Linked DNA regions of Ovis aries: region 2 is linked to region 1. Evidence: chromatin contacts called from public Hi-C data. All regions are on one chromosome and are shown on one strand. The core of a region is the stretch at or near the end of the contact, and the rest is flanking DNA. Distances in the headings are between cores, read along the strand shown. Region 1 overlaps PRKCQ (protein kinase C theta). Region 2 has its middle 57 kb from the start of PRKCQ.

Region 1 (4,748 bases), core at 816-3,315:
AGTATCAGGCAAGGTTCATGGTTAAGAACAGTGGATGTAAGTCCAGAATTTACAACAGTGTTTTTGATACACCTGATTTAGCCAGCTTCCTACTATAACTAATGAGATGATCGTTTTCAGCCTGATGATAAAGTGACAAGGAGCTGGGATGAGGAGTAAGGCCCCTGCACTGCCCTCTTTGGCTTTACATCAGTTAGCGTGGTCTTCATCCCAAGCCTCTTTGCAGGTAACTTTTTAAGGACCTGCCACATTGTGAAAATGAGCTTAGTTCAAACAGAACCCAGCCATCCCCTTAACCAGGTCTACGACACAGATGAATCCACACCTTAGGACAGTAAGTCGTCGTAACAGACACACCTCTCGACGTGCTGAAAACAGATGCCCTGGCCGATACACCAGCAGCTCCTCCTGAGATGAGGCTTCCCATTCTCCTCTCAGGAAACCTAGTCCTTGTTCAGGTCTCTAAACCAGGGCTCAGATGTCCCTCAATTTTCTTAAACTCGCAAAAATGCAGATTCTCATCTCTTCATCTACATCGTGTGGCCCCGTCTAGGTGACCCCTGGAGGGCCTTGAACCGAGGGTGCCTCCTCCACCGCATCACCAGATTTCCTTTCCAGTGGGAAAACCTGTCATGCCACGACTTTGAGCATCTTCAGGAGGTCCCCGTTATCGTCTGGTACAAGCCGAAACCCCGAGCGAAGGTCCCTAATCGTATGTCCTGAGAAGCCCAGCTTCCCTTCTCTCCCGTGGCCCTGAACCGGGCACTTGGGATCCTGGGTCTAATAGCCCCCACCTCCAGGGTCATCCTCTCCCTGAAGATGCTCCTGGCTTCTTACACTAAGCGGTTGTTTCCTCCTCTGTGCCCCCGCAGCACACATGTAATCGATTTGCCAGTAAACTGAATTTCGCACTGTTAAGGACCACAGTTTATCCGCCTCGATGTCTAGGCTCCTCCCCCACCACTCAGAGCATCTGTCACCTGTTCCCTGAATGTCCACACCCAGTCCTGCACCTCAAATGCCCGTCTCTCAACCTGTCTGGATTCCCCCACCTCTGGGCCTCTTTTACACAAGAACACTCCCTAGCTTCCCCGTTTTCCGTCAAAACCCTACCCATTTTCCAAAGCTCCACACACACGCCATGCATGGGCCTTGGTGAAGTTTTTCCTTCATTTCACTCTCTCTCCCCCGGGGACCCCAAAGATATGGGCGGAGATCCCAAAACACAAGAAGTTAAGGCATTCGGTGCAGTGTCAGGAATGATGCGTGAAAAAGCTGACTGTGCTCCTCCTGTAAACCAGGGAACAGTCCCAGCAGTCCATGCCTCCTGGGGTCTTCTCAAAACCTCCCTTGTCCCCTGTCACCGCTATAAGACCGAGGGTCTGACGTATAATTGGAGGTCTACACTCATTTTGACAAAGAATAGGAAAACAGTAAAATAAGGAGACACCCTACTTTCTAATATCTACCAGCCACTTAGTCAGGAATTTTAATACAGAGAAGGTGCTCCCTGGAGAAGGGAAGAGTCATGCTGAGTGGGGCCACTGGAGGTCACTTGGTTTTCTAAGAACACTTCCTCTGCTGTGTACATCACCCGGTGAGCCATGTACAGACCTCACATTACTAGCTCCACAAGGCAGATGGAATTGCAGCTCTCCTTTGCTCTAAGAGAGAAAGAGGGACTCTGACATGAACTGGTAACATTAAGATTACCTGTATTATTTTGAGCAAAGATGGGGAGGACACAAGACAAAAGACGGCATGGCCAAGAGAAGGAATCAGGGTCTGAGATTCAATGGGGGCCGCTCCAGCCAGTGTTTCTCCACCAGTTTCTTTAAAAATATAGACTAGTTTGAGCATGACTAAGTTAGAGCAAAGTTTCAATCCTGGAGACAACATTATAATGGAAAAGGAGCATTGTATAGTAAGATCCCCAAAGACCAGGGTTCAGAACATAGCTCTTGACTAACCAGGAGACCTTAAGGAAGACGCGAAGACCCTCCCAGGGTCCAGTCACTGTCCTTTGGTAAACAAGGATAAGAGGACCTACCCCAGACGTTCTGTCAGTAACACACAAAGTAGGGGGAAACGCCCAGTACCCATCACAGATGTTTGCAGATTTTCTGTTCATACCATGAATAACTGAGTTGGCATTTTGCTTCTTTCTCCTAACTTAAGACTGAAACTCGTTATCATCTAGCCCTGGCAGACTGAATTCCCACCTTAACTGTCTCCTGTCTTCCACATTTATTTTCGTTAATCCAACAGAAATGAAGCTGTGTACCAGGATGTGATGCTCAGAGCGGCTTCTGGTTGCCCTGGGCTCCCCCTTGTGGCACGTCCTGGAAATTGCACCTGAACCGGTCCCCACTTGAGGCAAAGACCCCTGAACTAAGAATGTGCTGTGTGTGCTCATCTTCATTTCATCATTCTCCCTAGGTCTGCTTTTACACTGTTCCTTAAGGTTATTTTTTGAACTTTAAGATAACTTTGGTGTTCAAATATTAAGGCCAGTAGATAGCATTTTTATCCTGGAAGTCAGTGGCAGATTGAAAAATTCTGTTTGCAACTTGATCTTTATTTTTTGCAAATATCTATCAGCTTGTTGTCCTAGTCTGTCTCAGCATAGTCACAAAATTTGACTCTTCGTAACCATGACTGCTTAGGTTTAAGGGGTGGACTTGGTCAACCTCCTTGGCTGCTTGGTTAGCTACAAAAACTTTATGTAAAGACTCAGGACCATTTGCTTAGGTTGCTTAGTCACTCACTCATGTTCAGCTCTTTGTGAATCTTTGGACTGTAGCCCACCAGGGTCCTCTGTCCATGGGATTCTCATGGTAAGAATACTGGAGTGGGTTGCCATTTCTTCCTCCAGGGGATCCTCCCAACTCAAGGACTGAACTTGTGTCTCCTGTGTCTCCTGCGTTACAGGCAGATTCTTTACCCAGCAAGCGATCAGGGAAGCCCCTGCGCTTAACAGAAAGTCCATAAAATCCGTGGGTTTGGTTTAGAGGCACTGAAGGGCCTAGACACACACCAGCTCTCCTGGGCTAAATCTGTCACCCACATGCTCCCGTCTCAGATGGGCAGATGAAGGATGATGGTACAATTTCGCTGTTTCGCTTAGGTGGGGGATAAAAGAGGTTGATCTCAAAAATATTTGCTTAGTTTGGGCACTGCCCACTCATTTCTACCCAATCATTAACTTCTCAAAAATCGTTTTCAGTGTCATCTTTGCTAAAACCGCACTCTGTCCTCGTGAGTTATATCCTGGGTGGCTTTGAAAAATCCATGCAAGGTTTGAGTCAACCTCATTTTTATTCTCTGTGTCTTTGCCTCCTGGTCACACAGATCCTCCTGGGTCAGAAGTACAACCACTCTGTGGACTGGTGGTCCTTCGGTGTCCTCCTCTACGAGATGCTAGTAGGTCAGTCCCCTTTCCACGGGCAGGATGAAGAGGAGCTTTTCCACTCCATCCGCATGGACAATCCCTTTTACCCGCGATGGCTCGAGAAGGAGGCGAAGGATCTTTTAGTGAAGGTAAGAAGTGAAGTCAAGGAGACTTTTGTAAGATTAGCACTAGGTTTTCTGATCATAAGATGTTATGGAAAGACTGGAATAAACTTTTTGACCAACCCAATACATAGTAAACAATAATTGTTCTGAGCTAGCCTTAAAGGGGATGGTTGCCATCTGTTTTAACTGAGGCACCAATAGGATGAACATGAGCTATCAAAATGAGTGTAAGATAGACCCTCACATGCATAATTTACAAAAGAAATCTCCAGCAACAATCCCTATGCAGTCTGTTCTGTCCACCTGAAACCGTAAAATTCCTAGAAGAAAACAGACTTCAGTCGACATCAGTCTTAGCAATATTTTGGGGGATCTGGCTCTATAAGCAAGGGAAACAAAAGCAAAAAAATAATATGCGATGGCATCAAACTAAAAAGCTTCTGCACAGCAAACGAAATCATCAAAATGAAAACTTTGAATGGGAGAAGATACTTGCAAATCATGTGTCTAATAAGGGATTAATATCCAAAATACATAAAGAAATCATACAACTCAACAACAAACAACTCAACAACAAACAACTCAATTTTTAAATGGGCAAAGGAGGATCTGAATAAACGGTTTCTCAAAGACATACAGGTAGCTAATATATCCATGAAAAGACGCTTAACATCACTCACCAGAGAAACGCAAGTCAGAACTACAGTGAGCTGTCATCTCGTACCTGTCTGAATGGCTGTTATCAAGAAGGCAAGAAATAAGTACTGATGAGGATGTGCAGAAAAGGGAACCTCATGCACTGTTGTTGGGAATGTAAATCGATAGGTACACTGTGGGAAACAGTATGGAGATTCATCAAAAAGTTAGGAACAGAACTGCCATGCACTCATATGGTCTTCCACTTTGGTTATTCATTCGAATGACACGGAAACGCTAATTGGGAAATATATATGCACCCCTGTGTTCACTGCAGCATCGTTTACAATAGCCAAGATACGGAAGCAACCTAAACGTTTATCCCTGGATGAGCAGGGGAAGCTAGGCTGCGTGCGAGATGTGTATAATGGAGTATTACTCAGCCATGAAGATGAAATGTTGCCATTTACAACACCATGGATGGATCTAGGGGGCATTCCAGGTAGTGAAATCAGTCAGTCAGAGAGAGACAAGTACCATGTGCTTTCACTCATGTGAAATCTAAGGAAACACACCAAACAAGCACAATGAAATAC
Region 2 (4,748 bases), core at 1,173-3,672, 200 kb before region 1:
GATCAAACCTAGATCTCCCCCACTGCAGGAAGATTCTTTACCATCTGAGCCACCAGAAGCTCAAACTTAGAGCTTAAAACTTACGGTTTAAAAGCTATGCCTAATATATAACTTAATTCCTCTTTCTGAAATCTAAACTTTTCAAAAAAATCTTAAAGGAAGAGATTTTTTTTTTTTTTACTTTATTTTACTTTACGATACTGTATTGGTTTTGCCATACATCAACATGAATCCACCACGGGTGTACATTTTAAAAATCACTAAGCCCAGGTTCTAAATTTGTTAGAGGAAAACCCAAGAAACATAAAAAGTTATAGGTTAATTTTTTATGGCTGATCCACATTGATATATGGCAGAAACCAACACAATATTGTAATTATCCTTCAATTAAAAATAAATGTTTGAAAAGTTATAGGTTAGTTTTTTAAAGTTATAAAGTGAGTTAGAAGGTGGGTGGTTCTCTGTTACATTCTCCTAGGAGATACCGAAGAAATGGCTAGCCCTACAATGCCTTTGGTAGTTTTATGTGAAGTGCTTTCCTTATTTTTTTTAACTTACACCTCTGCTCTCTCACTCCACTGGCCTGAGAGGCAAAGCAGAGTGGCCAACACCACGCAGGGCTGAAAACTGCCTTCTTCAGAAGCCTGAGATTTGGTTACTGGGTCGAGTTCATCATACCTCCCTCCCCTTTGTTATAGGGTCTCCCAGAAGGCTTCAAAACCCCATGAGCAAATCCATGCTGGCTTGGTTCAAAGCTCTACTCATGGACGTGATCAAATACGTCTGAATACCAGGGACAGGCCTGGTTTAAGCTCAAGCTGGAACCTCCCTCCACGCTACTACTGATGCCCCGGGAGTCATGGATCACTTTGTAGGAGGAGGTGGAAAGGAAAGACAGCTGAAAAATGGACGGCATCCCGGTGGTGTCTTTACCCAGCTGGGTGACAGGGCCCTTCAGTTTTGTCCATACAATGAAGATACTGAACAAGATATTCCTTTGGGGAGGGGGGTGTCCCACAGCATCTAATTTCCCCAACCAGAGATCAAACCTACACCCTTCGCACTGGCAGTGTGAAGTCTTGCCACAGGACCACCGGAGAAGTCCCTGAACAGTGACGTGCCTTTTCAACACTAACATTTCCTGATTCTGAAGAGTAGCCCCGAGAGGGGACAGCTCATATATCCTTGAGAAAAGTATATATTCTGTATTGACAGGATACATTTTTGAGGACCATAATTGTGCTTTTCCATTGTTGAAGATATTCTGCATTCCTTCCTGCATCTACCAGTGTTGAGAAATCTCAAGACATTCTGATTCTTGATGCTTTGCATGGAAATGTTCTTCCTTGAGAAACTTTTCTTTGCAACTTACGAGAAGTGCGTTACTGTCTCTTTTTGCTTTGCTTCATTTTCAGTCTGCGTGCTTGGCATTCTGTGGACAGTTTCAACCTAAAATCTCATATCACAGAATTCTAGAAGATTTTCTCATATTAGTTGTTGGAAAATCTCTTCTTCTTCAATTTTTTGTCTCTTTTTATGAAACTACTGTTATTTGGATGTTGCTTTTCCTAGACCTGTCCTCAAATTATCTTCTTTTGTTTCCATCCTACTTTCTGTATCTCTAAGTCTTTATCATCATCCTTCAAGTGTTCCAGAAGCTGATTGTAAAGATTAGATAGAAAATAGAAGATAAAAATGAAAAACCCAACAACATTGTAAAGCAATTATTCTCCAATTAGAAATCTTAAAAGAGGCGAATGAACCTAGATCCTATTATACAGAGTGAAGTAAGTCAGGAAGAGAAAAGCAAATATAATATATTAATGCATACATATGGAATCTAGAAAGATGGTACTGTTAAACCTATTTGCAGGGCAGCAATGGAGATGCAGGCACAGAGAACAGGCTCATGGACACAGTGAGGGAAGGAGATGGTGGGATGAACTGAGATAATAATATGGAAATATATACAGTGCCATATGTAAAATAGATAGCCAGTGGGAATTTGCTGTATGACGACAGGGAACTCAAACCGGGGCTCTGTGACCTCCAAGAGGGGTGGGATGGGGTGGGATGGGGTGGGATCGGGTAGGATCGGGTGGGAGGTGGGAGGGAGGGGACACATGAATACCTATGGCTGATTCATGTTGATGTATGGCAGAAACCAACACAATATTGTACATCATTTATCCTCCGATTTAAAACAAACTAGTTAAAAAATTAAGAGAAAACCCATATATTCATATTGAAGTCCTTGTTTTTGTAAATGTGTTTTGGAGAAGGATGCATATCATGCATTGGCATATTGTATTTAAAATATAAAAACGCTTCTTCCTTCTGCCCATCTTCTCCCCTAGAACCTTCTCCAATTCTGCTGTGGGCATGCCGCCACTAAGCAGTAACACTAGGTGGCAGTGATTTCATGACTTACAAGGTTTCAAATTGGACTGAGTGACAGCTTCATCCTTCAGGGAGATCCAAGGTGAAAGTAAAAAACCTGTGAGTCCCAGAGACACTTCCCCATTCCTGTATCCAGCACCACTGTGCCTCTGAGTGCTGTGTTCACGTCCCTCTACTTGAGGACCGATAAGCCAGTTCCAGATTTCCGCCATCGGAACTGTAAGGAAATGCAGTAGAGGAGATCACTGATCGGGCACCCTGTGTCCCTACCCTGATTTATGCATGATTCTCAGAGTGATACTTAAAATATATACTCTGTAAAAACAACAACAACACACACACACACACACACACACACACACACACACCCTAATTACTCCCGTTTGAGAACCAGTCATAATGCGAGAGGGTCATGTTACAATAAGAACAACCACAAGGAGCTACTGTCTAGTACAAGGAACTATATTCAATATCTTGCAAAAATCTATAATGGAAAAGAATCTGAAAATGAAGATAGATAGATAGATAGATGATAGATGATAGAACTGAACCACTTTGTTGCTCACCTAAAACCAACACAGCATAAATCAGCTCTGCTTCCAAAGAGTAACCACAGATTCACTTTAATTTTGTAAATAAAAATCACTCCATTCCCCAGCACTAAGAATTTGGTGATCAGTTACCAATGACTTGCAACACACCATGCACAGGTGATCTTGAAATGCCAGGAGGAGCCTGGACTCCATCTCACCCACCTGCAGGGGTGAAGGCAAGCATTCAGGATGCTCTGAGCGTGGTACAACAGGAGAGGTCTGCAGAGATGAGCCGCTGGAAGAACTGGCTAATAAGAGCAGAGCCTTGGTATCGAACATGAGGTACCAAGTAAAGTCATATCTGGGGAGCATGAATGAGACCCAGACACTGAAAAACATGCCATATGGGACTTGCTCACATGGCCAGGCCTGATTTCTAAAGCTAGAGGATAAGATGAAGCTGAGCTGTTCTGCAGCTGAATCCCCAGTCTAAGCGTTCATCAAATTCCCTTCCAGTTTAGCCAGACTAACCCCAAAGTCTGGAGCGAAGAGGACCACATGGATGACGATTAGGTTACCCTGGGCCGTAAGATGGGTGGAGGAGGAGGCTGCCCAGGTAGGACAATACAGTGACACAGGCTAGACATTTACCAGAAGCTCTGCCTCGGTCAAATGGATGGGTCAATTCACATAGCTCAAATTCCCCCAGGTCCTGGTAGTCCCAGTGGTTAGGAATCTGCCTGCCAACACTGAGGACGTGGATTCGAACCCTGGTCTGAGAACTAAGACTCCACATCCATGAGGCAACTAATCCCATGTGCCACAACTACTGAAGCCTGGGTGCCCTAAAGCTCATTTTCTGCAACAACAGAAGCCATCTCAGTGAGAAGCCTGAGAGCCACAACTAGAAAGCGGTGCCTACTCAATGCAACTAGAGAAAGCCCACCCATAGCAATTAAGATCCAGTACAACAACAGCAAAAAAAAAAATACTTGGTCCTCTCTGATAATAAAGTACAATAGAAGTGAAACAATAAATGTTCGCAAACTTTGATATATTCTGCAAAAATGAAACGCTATTTATTAAAGTATTATCCTAAATATTATTATTTAGGATATAAACACAAAGATATAGCTATGATCATGCCTTGCTTGAAAGAATTAATAGGAGAAATAAATTTGGTAGCTATAAAACAGTCTTAAGTATATGCTATGTGCTTCCACATGGCTCATTAAATGTCACGGAAGTCATATAATAAATCAGTTATTTCATTAACATCCCAGATTCTTAGATGATTTATATAGACACGACTGCAATCTGTCACTCATGCATTAAATAAACCTCCACCATTCTCTCTCTGAAGCTGTAAAAAGGCCCTCTCAGTTGGGTTCCTTGGCGAGGAGAAGGAAGGCGTTTTCATTCTACTGTACAGCAGTCCACACAGCTCAGATGCACTGAGGAAAGAATGCCAGGTGTACGGGCTTCGGATCTTATAACTGTGGGATTTCTTCTCCTCTGCTGCCCAGATAGTCATCGAGAAGAACTCCCCTCTGCCACACTTCTCTTCCCCGATTGCCTCCAAAAAAATCTGAGAGCAACGATTCCTCTGGTCATCGTGGTGGACCCAAAGCACAGTGTAGTTTGTTTCAAAGACTTAAGGGAGGAAAGGAAAAGATCCTAAAACCTTAAACAAGCAGAATCTGGAAGTTGATTTCCTTCCTACACAGACAAGCCAAGAAAAAATGGGAAGTACTTTAAGGATAAAAAAGACATTCTGGAGAAGACAGCAATCTCGGGCACATAAGGAGGAGTTTC

Evidence for each region. A called contact is a pair of places that touch in the nucleus more often than the background predicts.
Region 2: a contact with region 1 is called in a Hi-C map of hypothalamus, with 5 times the contacts expected there. The contact joins two enhancer-like sites. A contact is called at or near these places in 12 of 16 Hi-C or Micro-C datasets (blood, hypothalamus, liver and 4 more).

Annotation. Positions count from the first base shown.
Region 1 is chr13:11,229,783-11,234,530 of ARS-UI_Ramb_v3.0, reverse strand. It overlaps PRKCQ (protein kinase C theta), which reads left to right. Exons shown (of 18, transcript XM_042230440.2): 16 at 3,352-3,540. Among named protein-coding and RNA genes, the nearest start is that of TRNAF-GAA, 45 kb to the left of the region's middle. Within about 2 kb of position 2,065, at least 2 of the 54 cell types and tissues checked have an H3K27ac peak or open chromatin away from gene starts, as enhancers often do. A contact at or near this core is called in hypothalamus, where this site is marked.
Region 2 is chr13:11,431,470-11,436,217 of ARS-UI_Ramb_v3.0, reverse strand. No RefSeq gene overlaps it. Among named protein-coding and RNA genes, the nearest start is that of PRKCQ, 57 kb to the right of the region's middle. Within about 2 kb of position 2,422, at least 5 of the 54 cell types and tissues checked have an H3K27ac peak or open chromatin away from gene starts, as enhancers often do. A contact at or near this core is called in hypothalamus, where this site is marked.